2 separate regions of the Rattus norvegicus genome follow, and region 2 is linked to region 1. The links are chromatin contacts, called in public Hi-C maps. All regions are on one chromosome and are shown on one strand. Each heading gives the region's core, a stretch centred on a gene start, on an enhancer-like site or on the middle of the called end of the contact. The rest is flanking DNA. Distances are from core to core; before and after follow the strand shown.

Evidence for each region. A called contact is a pair of places that touch in the nucleus more often than the background predicts.
Region 2: a contact with region 1 is called in a Hi-C map of Schwann cells, with 2.1 times the contacts expected there. The contact joins the promoter of Fbxw7 here to the enhancer-like site in region 1. A contact is called at or near these places in 2 of 12 Hi-C or Micro-C datasets (Schwann cells and liver).

Annotation. Positions count from the first base shown.
Region 1 is chr2:172,346,003-172,350,870 of GRCr8, forward strand. Tmem154 (transmembrane protein 154) reads left to right here. Exons shown (of 7, transcript NM_001401895.2): 7 at 4,455-4,868. The coding sequence ends at 4,470. Among named protein-coding and RNA genes, the nearest start is that of Tmem154, 35 kb to the left of the region's middle. Within about 2 kb of position 2,634, at least 1 of the 93 cell types and tissues checked has an H3K27ac peak or open chromatin away from gene starts, as enhancers often do. A contact at or near this core is called in Schwann cells, where this site is marked.
Region 2 is chr2:172,444,902-172,449,769 of GRCr8, forward strand. It overlaps Fbxw7 (F-box and WD repeat domain containing 7), which reads left to right and starts at 2,837. Exons shown (of 14, transcript NM_001419528.1): 1 at 2,837-3,990.

The DNA.
Region 1 (4,868 bases), core at 1,384-3,883:
GGGCCTGTAACATGGGGTTTTACCTACATTTTCCCCTCCCTTTTATCCTTTGAGTGTGTGGTGCTGGGGACTGAGGGCAGAGACTTTCTCACCTCAAGCCCTCATTTATTCTCTTACAGCAACCCTATAAGCTATAGAGTTATTAGGTGTGTTTTGCAAATGACATCAGATAAGGAAATTAAAACTAGGAAAGGTTAACTTGCCCCTTGACACAAAACAGAGAAGTGACTGTGCCCTGACTGAAGCTTCAGCCAGATCCTGTGCGTTTCTGACATTAAGAATCCACTTGTTTGGGTATCCCAGCATTGGAACTATCATAAAAGCCACTAAAAAAATGGCAACTACCCAGTGCTAATGCCCGCAACAAGATGCATGGCCAAATCATTTGAAAGATCCAAGTATTTATTTACCGGGACTGAGGAGAAGATACAGAGGGTAAAAGTGCTTGCCTTTGAGCATGCGAGCCCAGCACATATCATAAAAAAGCTGTGTGTGGTCCCACTCTCAACTTTAACCCCAGCACTGTCCCGGGACAGAGCCAGAGAAGTGTTAGGTGCCGCTGGTGGACAGCTTAGCTCCAAGCTCAGGGAGAGAGACAGTCTTAGGAGAGCAAGACAGAGGGTGATAGGATAGAGTGGGCACTTGACACCCTCTTCCAGCTTACACATTCTAAACACACAATACATACATACATACATACATACATACATACATACATATATACACACACATACATACATATATACATAAACATGCATAAACACACACATGCACATGCACACAAACCTACTTTCTAATTAATTAGTTGATGCTGGGGATTGAATTCTGAGACTCTCACATGCTAAGCACATTCTTTACCAGTGAGCTAACCCTGGTAAACGTAAAAGACTTAAAGGAATGGAAGCCATAGTGTGCGTGCCACTAAGTCAAAGACAAGACTTCGAAGTTATCATTTCATATTCAGCCCCATCTCTTCCAAGTCCCAGTGCACTTGGACGTTTCCACTTGGAAAATTTTTTGTCCAGACAGCCAGGATGACCTAAACCGAGAGAGCATTTGTGAGCTGGGGCAGGGAGTCGGGGAGGCTCACAGGAAACACATTAGAGATTTGACATTGTACCACTGAAACCAGGTAAGAATTGTTAATGGAGAGGTGGGTGTGAGAGCTCGAACTTGTAATCAGCACCCGGGAGGCTGAAGCAGGAGTATCAAGGATAATCTGGGGTCCAGAAGAAGACCCTATTTGAAAAAGAAGCAAGTCCAAATAAAAGCCTGGCATGGAGTACATACTTACTACCCTAACAATTGAGAGGCAGAGGCAGGAGGATTACACAAGTTCAAGGGCAGCCTGGGCTACTGCTGTGGGACACTATCCTTAGGATGTGTGAACAGCATCTGCCTCTTCCAGATAAAGAATTGATGTCAGGTCAAAGTGGGGATACCCCAGAAGTCCAGCCTGGTGAACCAAAGAGTTTTATTTGAGTTACTTGTGGGAGAAGAAATGACTAGAAGGCAGCTGCATCACCAAAGCCCAGCCCAGCATGGAGACAGCTCACAAAGCTGGGAACCTAGAGCTCACCACAGCCTGCAGGCAGCTCAGGGTGGAGAGTGTGTCTTCCAGGCAGTGTGGCTCATCTGAGTGCCTTTCAATGCCCTTCTACTGACACTTGCCTGAGGAGGGAAGAACCTAGCAACTCTGATCAGTTTTGGGAACTTCCTGAAGCCTTGTAAACTTTCCTTCTTGATAAGCTTCCTTATGGGGTGGGATGTGTCACCTTCCCTTAGAACATTCTGTTGGCTCCCTTCCCCTTTAATGTCTTGGACCTTAACTGCCTTTTTCCAAGATGGAAGGTTTTAATGTCAGAAGGGACTGCTCCATAACAGCTACAGAGCGAGTCCCTGTCTCAAAAATAAATAAGTAAATAAATAAATAAATAAATCAAAAAACAACAACAAAAAAGAAAAACCAGAGACGTGGTTTGTACTATAATGAATCAAAATTAATTCTTACTACCTGAACCAATAAAAAGATAAAATAAAAAGATAATTGACCCACTTTAATTATGAACAAAGTTTATCAGTAGTCAATTTAGCAAAAGAAATTGAAGTTATCAATTAATGTTTGGGGAAAAGAGAATATTCTTCTTAGCAAAAAAACAGCAGATGAAAGCTTAGGTAAAGTCTACTAGCGTTCTTACCTAGAAGGACCATTTAACAGTAGGCTTAAATGCTTTAAAGCTGCATGTTCTTGACCCAATTCCTCTTGTAAAGACGTATGCAAAGGGACTTCTTGGGACTGTTCATAAAAGTTAAAAATTAGGAGTAGCCTGAAGAGTTAATTATGAAAAGTATTGGTTAGGTTTTATTGTTGTTTTGTGGGCCCCCCTCCTCTTTCTTTTTCTCTTTCTTTCTTTTTTTCTTCAGAACTGGGGATTGAATTTAGAGCTTCAGGCAAGCACCGTACTACTGACTTACATTCCTAAGCCTCAGTTTTTCAATATCTAATGGGTTAACAGGTCACTAGATAGCTACTAAAAGGGAGGGGGGGAAATGGAGGGAGGTTCTAGTCTGTATGTTGCAGTGCTGGGAATTAAACCCATGACCTTGCATGTTCTAGGAAGAGCTCTACCGCTGAGTCATGCCCCACCCTGTGTGACCAGAAGTGGACTAACAGATGACAGAGCAAAGATCCTGTTTCTGAACAAAAGAGAACATATCTTTAGAACAGAAAACCATTTAGGAGAGAAAATGCCAAGGAATTAGCTACGGTTAATGTCTTGGACCTTAACTGCCTTTCTCTGGGGGAGTTTTGTTTTGTTGGGGGGAGGGGAAGGCTTGCCGGAGAAGAATCCAGGACCCTGTACAATGAACGCTGACTGGTTTTACAATAATTTTGAATACTATTTCTGTTACAACCAGTGGTCAGAGCTCAGTGTTGTAGACAAAAGAGAGGGTCTTGCTAGCTAAGGCCATACAAGGAGACCATGCAGTCTGGGGACTTCTGTTCTTTAGAGATGGCCCTGGCCCCTTTGCAACACTATCTTGGTGTCACCCAGTTTCCAAGGAATGAAGCCATCACTCCCCACTATGAGTTTTTCAGAGTTTCATAGTTAAAGGTTTGTTAGTAAGTCTTAGGAATATTCCTTCTTTAGTGTGTGGTATGTTGGTGATCAAATCAAGGGCCTTGAGAGTACATGCGGTAAGCAAGCTTGCTGTCACTGAGTTTCCTCCCAGAGCAAAAAGCAAGCAAGCAACCAAACAAATAAGAAACCAAACCGAAAACTAAAACTATAATTCCCATCCGTTGTCCACATTTAATGAGTTTTGCTATAGAGGCTATTTCTTTGTTTATTCCCCTGCCTTGGATACAGTTCTGCCCTCCTTCCCCTTTTCATGTGTTCCTTGTCCCCACAGCATCCACCCATGGGCACACGTGTGCACGCAAACACACACACACACACACACACACACACACACACACACACACACACACTCGCAGTTACTTCTTTCCCCTGTCAAGGACACATCTATCTAACTGATCTATCTCTCTCGGGGCTTGTTTTGTTTGTTTTTCTGAGACACTGTTTTCCTGGCTGTAGTTGCTGGGACTACAGGTATGTTTGTACCATCGATAACGCACAATGCTTCGCTGAGCATCTGTTGAGTGAGTCAGGAGACTGCTGTAGACTGCACACATCCAGGAGCCGAGGAGAGAACACATCCGCTCACTGTGGTTACTCATGACCTTCCTTGGAGACAGAGTTGGCTGCCAATAGAGCTCTGCTAGAGTTTTAATAGAAAGGACTCCAAACCTAGAGAAGAAGCAGGAAGAAAGAATCAGGGGCCCCAGCTGCTCTCTAGGGTGACACAAGAAGCCCCCGGCACACTGCGCAAAAGCCGCAAAATCAAATATTGGACCAAGATAGCCAAACTTGAATTAAGCAAACAAACAAAAAAAAAAGCACAAATTAGCTGACACCGTGGCTATGTTCAAATATCAGGTGTCTAATTTATAGTCATTCATACCAAGATGTCCGATGGGACAGAGAACACTCCCTAGCCCCTCTGTGTGCTTGAACAAGAGGCACCATTGCAAATAAGTCAGGGCCACAAACTCTTGAAGGAAATAACACATTTTAAAAAGAGACTTCTGGCATCTATCCATAGGGAATGAGATTAGATTTAATTAAAGGCGGGAATCCCCAACTCCATCTGGTTCTCTCCCTGTCATGGGGGAAGGATTTTGGAGAGCTAGAAATTGTCTCTTGGTATCCATGGATTTCCTCCTCAAGAATTGAATATTAAATCCAAACTGTGCCTTGTGTGGGAAACCGCAAGCTAAACAGTGCTGGCTTTCTGATTGTTTAGAATCTCGAGTCACCTCTGCAATCCAGGGTTCAGCTCTCCCTTGCCTCTTGTGCTATTGGTCTGTTCTGTATTTCTTTCTTTTTCAGTGATAATGAATCCTAAGTCCAAGTGGCGTTGACGTTTCCCAAGAGCATACTCCCCGAGGGCACCTGCAGGGCCCACCAGAGAAGGATGAAGAGGAGACAAGTTTAATTAATTTCAAATCAGTGTAGACACAAGAACCTTTTAGTGTTTCTTCCACCATCCCCTCTTCAGATGATGGCATCCCCTGGACTTGGAAGAATGAGGTACTGAAGTCTTGGAAAGGCCTGGCTGCCCGCCAGCCCACGCATGATGAAGAAAGAGCCCTGTGTGGTGCTGGCTTCGGACCTGTGGGTGTCCCTCCCCACTGCCTCCTCCTCGCTCATTCTGGTCACCCTAAGATCACAGCTCTGGTCTGCTTCATTCTGAGGGTTTGAATCAGGAAGCTGGTCTTCTGGGTCCAGGTCGCCTTACTGCCC
Region 2 (4,868 bases), core at 1,587-4,086, 99 kb after region 1:
AAATTTACAGCTATATGAACCTGAACAACATATGGGTTACATCAAGGTTGAGCAAATATGGTTAGCAGAACAGATTATACATATTATCTCCTTTACAGAACACTCACAAGAAAGGGAAAAATTAAACAACCTAATGCTTAGGGATGAACACCTGTGATAAAACAATAAAGAAAAGCAAGGAAACAATTGCCACAAATGTCAGAATAATGCTTACTCTCCCAGAAGGGAGAGCTGTGTTTAGGAAGGTCATTACAGGCTTTGGAGGCTTAGCAAACTCCACTTATTGGCCTGTTTGACTGCTTACATGGTAGTTTCTTTGATAATTACCCACAGCACACAATTGTCTTATGTTTTGAGTCTATTTCACAATGATGCTTAAAATTGGATGATGTGCTACGGTGCGTTTTTAGAAATTTTGCCGGTTAATCTGTTATATAGTGTTTAACAGTAGAAACCACTGATGTGGGATAATAAAACATTGAGTAGTTTCTTATACAAGCTCACTTTCAAGGGAAGAGTTATGAACCTTACACAGAGATCTCCTTGTCCCACTTTAACATAGTATATAGATGTTTATGACAAACTCGTAAGTCAGGAAAGAACCTGGTTAGTTGAAATACATTTTTCTGATTTACTTTTTGGAAATCTGATTTAGCGGCTATATTTCTCCTCTAGATTATCAGACAATATGAGGAACTAAAAGGATATACAACAAATTGGAGATGTATGAATTCCTTCCTCTCCAGCAGCCAGTTGTAGACAGCTGTTTACTCCTGTTACCAGGCTGGGCAAGGAGGAGAATGGACTTTCAGTGAGCGTTAGTGCAGCTACTATTCCTGAGGAGGTTGCTCAGGGCTCCTGTGAGTCTCATTCTGACCCTCACTGATGAGGTTCTAAATTGGAGCCACTGACAATGAGGCAGATCCGACTCTGACACTCCCCATGGTGCACTTCTCCGGAAGCATCCTTGGTTGTGGAGCTCTGATGTTTGTACTCTTTCCACTCAAAGTCCACAAACTTTAACTCTGAGGAGCTCAGCTTCCCCAAACTCCTCTGCACCTGTATTTTATTTAATTTCTGCTGTAAGGAGGAGAGTTCAACAAAAGGATTATGTTGCAGCTATGTTGGGCTATTGTTGAATTGATCTGATTCCCTGTGAATCTTACTGGAATACAGCCTGCGAATGGATCATGTTTGTAGACACTTAAATCCAGGGTAATTAGGGCAAGTTGTTTGACGCCTGGGATTTCAGGTAGAGTACAGAGGGTCTGGTGCAACTTGCCTCTTCTTGCTTTTGTGGCCTCCTCCTCTCTCCTTTACTCACTTTTTTTTTTTTTTTTTGGCTTTTGTCATCTCTGAACAAAAAAATGAACCCTTGATTTATCAACATAGACATTTTCTTGATCTATGTTGCATGAGGTGGTACAGCAGTGGCATAAACCTAGGCTTGCTTCTTAAATGTGTGCAGAGTGTGTTTGGCCCAATCTCCCATCACTGTTGCTTCCAGAGGGACGGGGTGCAGGCAGGTCCAGCCACACAACGGTTTCCCTTCATCTTAGCTGCTGCTTTAATCTCACTGTCAGACCGCTAAGAAGGGTAGGTTCAAGACAGATTTCTGAACACTGTGGTTCTTTATCTCGAAAATTCTTTTACTAGAGGACCATAGCTTAAATTTCATGAGTTTTTTCTTAAACTTATTTCCCAGACCAGAATCTGTAAGACAAACGGCTTAATAGATTTATTAATAACATACCTCTACCCCCCCACCCCCGGCCGCTAACACACACAGTGGGAGAGGGAGGGAGGAAGGGAGAGAGGAGAGGTATTGAGACTTGAGAGTCGCCAAAATGTTTTGAAGACGGTAAGGGGCACTCTGATGAACAAAATCAGCTCTCTAAAAAGTTCCCCCAAATCTAAACGACAAACAAGAATGACTCTTAAAAGGGAGGCTGTTTTCCAACCCTAGTAATTTCGCCTCCTTTCCCACAAAAGCCTGAAGTTGCGACTCTCAACAAACAGCCTCTCATCTCTTTCCTTTCATTGCATGTGGCGGGTGGGGGTGAGGAGGGAGATGTATTACAACTCTCACGTTTCTACACTTCAATTTACAAAACGCTTGCGCTTCCACCATCACCTCGGAGTTCCGCTAAGGCTGTGCTAGAGGCAGGCTTGTATACACTTATACACACACACACACACACACACACACACACACACACACTCACTCACTCACTCACTCACTCACTCACTACACAGAATGCAGCGCCAGGTTTCACCCCACGCCACGGGAAGGGTGGGGTGGCTCGCTCCGGGGAGCAGGTGCAACCTCTGGGCTGTAGGTTAACTTTTCCACCCGTCTCTCTGTTTGAAGATCTGCTCCGGACCAAATGCCTCACCTTCGGGTGGTGCGCGCCCTAGCCCGGTCCCTGGCCTCCTCCTCACTCCCAGAGGAGCAGTTCGCACCTGCCCCGGAGGGAACGGCTACGGAGCTCTCTCTCCGCGCCCTAGGGTCAGGGGTAAGATTAGGCGGTAGCTTAGGCTCGCCTGGGCTCCTCCCCTTCCTCTCTTCAGTTCTGACGCGGCCGTAGAGGCGGCGGCGGAGGCAGCGGCGGCGGTAGCAGCAGCAGTCCCGCGGCCCGAGGCGCACCCACCCGCTCCCAGATCTCGACTTCCTTTTCCCTTTGTGCGTCATCAGAACGCGCCACAGCCTCCCAGGGCGGGGTGGCTGGAGATGGGGAGAAAAGGCCAGCAAAGGAAGGCGCAGAGTGGAAGGGGAAGGGAGGGAGAGGAGAGCGGTTGCTAGGCGACTTACGTCATCGCTGGGCGCCGCTCTCCTCCCGCCCCTCTCTGGAGTGAGGCGAGAGCCCCGCACAGAGCGAGAGAGACAGCGAGCTGAGCTTCGGGCGCTGCCGCCGCCGCCGGTGAGAGCGAGTGAGTGAGCGAGCGAGCATCCGAGAGACCCGGCACCCGTGCACTGGCCGCCGCCGAGACCTTCGCCGCAGCCCGGGCCATCGGGAGCCGTGGCCGCCGTCTGCTCCCCCCCTTACCTTCCCGGCCGGCAGCGGCTGCTGCACACGCCGAAGCGGGAGCCCCAGCCAGAGCCGGAGCCAGAGCCGGAGCCGGAGCCCGCGGCCGGGGGGCAGGGAGGCGGCTGCCGCCGGTCGGGACTCGTAGCTGCTCAGCCGGGAGAGGACGCCCGCGAGGGGCTGGGCTTTCTGCCTCGCCCCGGAGTGTGGGGCGAAGGACCCCCCGAGGTGTAGGGAGGGGGTCCCGGCCGCCGCGACACATGCGGGAGCCGGGAGCGGGGGCGGCGCCGATCCGAGCCCGCCGGGTCCCCAGCCTTGCCGCCGTCCAGACCGGCCGACCCGGGCCGTAGCATCCCATAGCGGAGTGTATGAACCGGGGCCCCCAGCCCAGGAGCCACCTCCGGGCCGGGGGGGCGGGGACCCCGATGTGAAACGGCCGCGGCGGCGTGGTGAGCGGCCCGGGCGCCGCTGTCCTCTCCTTCCCCTCCCCTCCCCTTCACCCCCTCTGGGGGGCTTCTCCTTGGGCCCGCCGCCGCACCCCGGCTCCTCGGCGGGACTCCAGGAGTTCTCGGCGCCCCCTCCCCGCCCCAGCCCCCCAGGGCGGCGGGGCCGGGGGGGACTCGGGGGGCCGGCTGCAGCCTCCGCCCAGAGGAAACTTTACCCAAACAAAATCTTCGAGCTTTCTGATTGTGACTGTCCCGGGACAAGTGGCCCAGGACGGGCTGAAGCCACAGCCTGCAGAGACCCAGGAAGAGAAAAAGCGGTGAGCGGGGCTGCTGCCGCTGCCGCCGCCGCCGCCTCAGCTTCTATCCCGGCAGCGCGGAAGAGACCCGGGTAGCTGCTCCGTGGAGCGACGCTAGCACCGCTTCTTAGTTCCGCGCCTAGCCTTCCGCAGCTGCCCGCCTCAGCCCGAAGGAGGAAGGGAGCCAGCCACATTGTCAGCGCCACCGCTCGTCTCTGAAGCGTGAGTGGACCCGAAGGAGGGGGGACATTATAAGGTGACAAGTGGGAGCGGGTGGGTGCTTTGATGGTGGAGTTGGGCTGTTTCTCGGGAGGGTTGGCAGTGGAGACCTTTCCTTTCTAATTTCGGGAGAAAGCGTCAGTTTGCAGGAGTAATGCAAGTACTCGGGCGTTTTTCTTAGAGGAGCTGTGTGGACAGCTCTGTCCTCTACCTTTTTCTGGCAACCTGATTCTGGCAGTGGTTTTTGTTTCAGGGAAACTCCCATGGATTCCCACGTGGGAATCACTTGAATCAACTCTTATTTTATTTTATTTTTTTTCCTTTCCTAACTATTGTTTTTGAAGTTGCCCTGGTCAGGAAGACCAATTTTGATTTTAGTGCAAAGAGGGGTTTGGTGCCCCCAGCGCTTTATTTCATAAGTCCACAGACTCCAATGTGTAGAGTCCTTGTTTGCATGTTTCATTTGGCTCAGGAGAATCCGAGTTCCTAGGATGCACAACTCGCTGAAACTTATTTCAGGGAGAGCACTTGCAACTTCTCTCTCTCTCTCTCTTTCTCTCTCTCTCTCTCTCTCTCTCTCTCTCTCTCTCTCTCGTCATCTATTTTAAGTGATAACACATTTCTACTAGGGACTGAAAGGACATGCATGCTGCTTTTCTTATTTGGCTCTACTTGTCAACATAGAAACTTGTACTCTTTTAAGAAAGCACTTAGCACACTGAGTGCTAAATTAGAGGTACAGAAAAGTAATGTTTCAACTATGTAAGGTTAAACTAAACATCTTAAGGCAAGTACTGTGGGATTTTGTGTAACAAGGAACATAGGCAGTGTAAGACTGAGAACGCCGGTCCACCCAGACAACTAAATTTGGGCAGAATAGA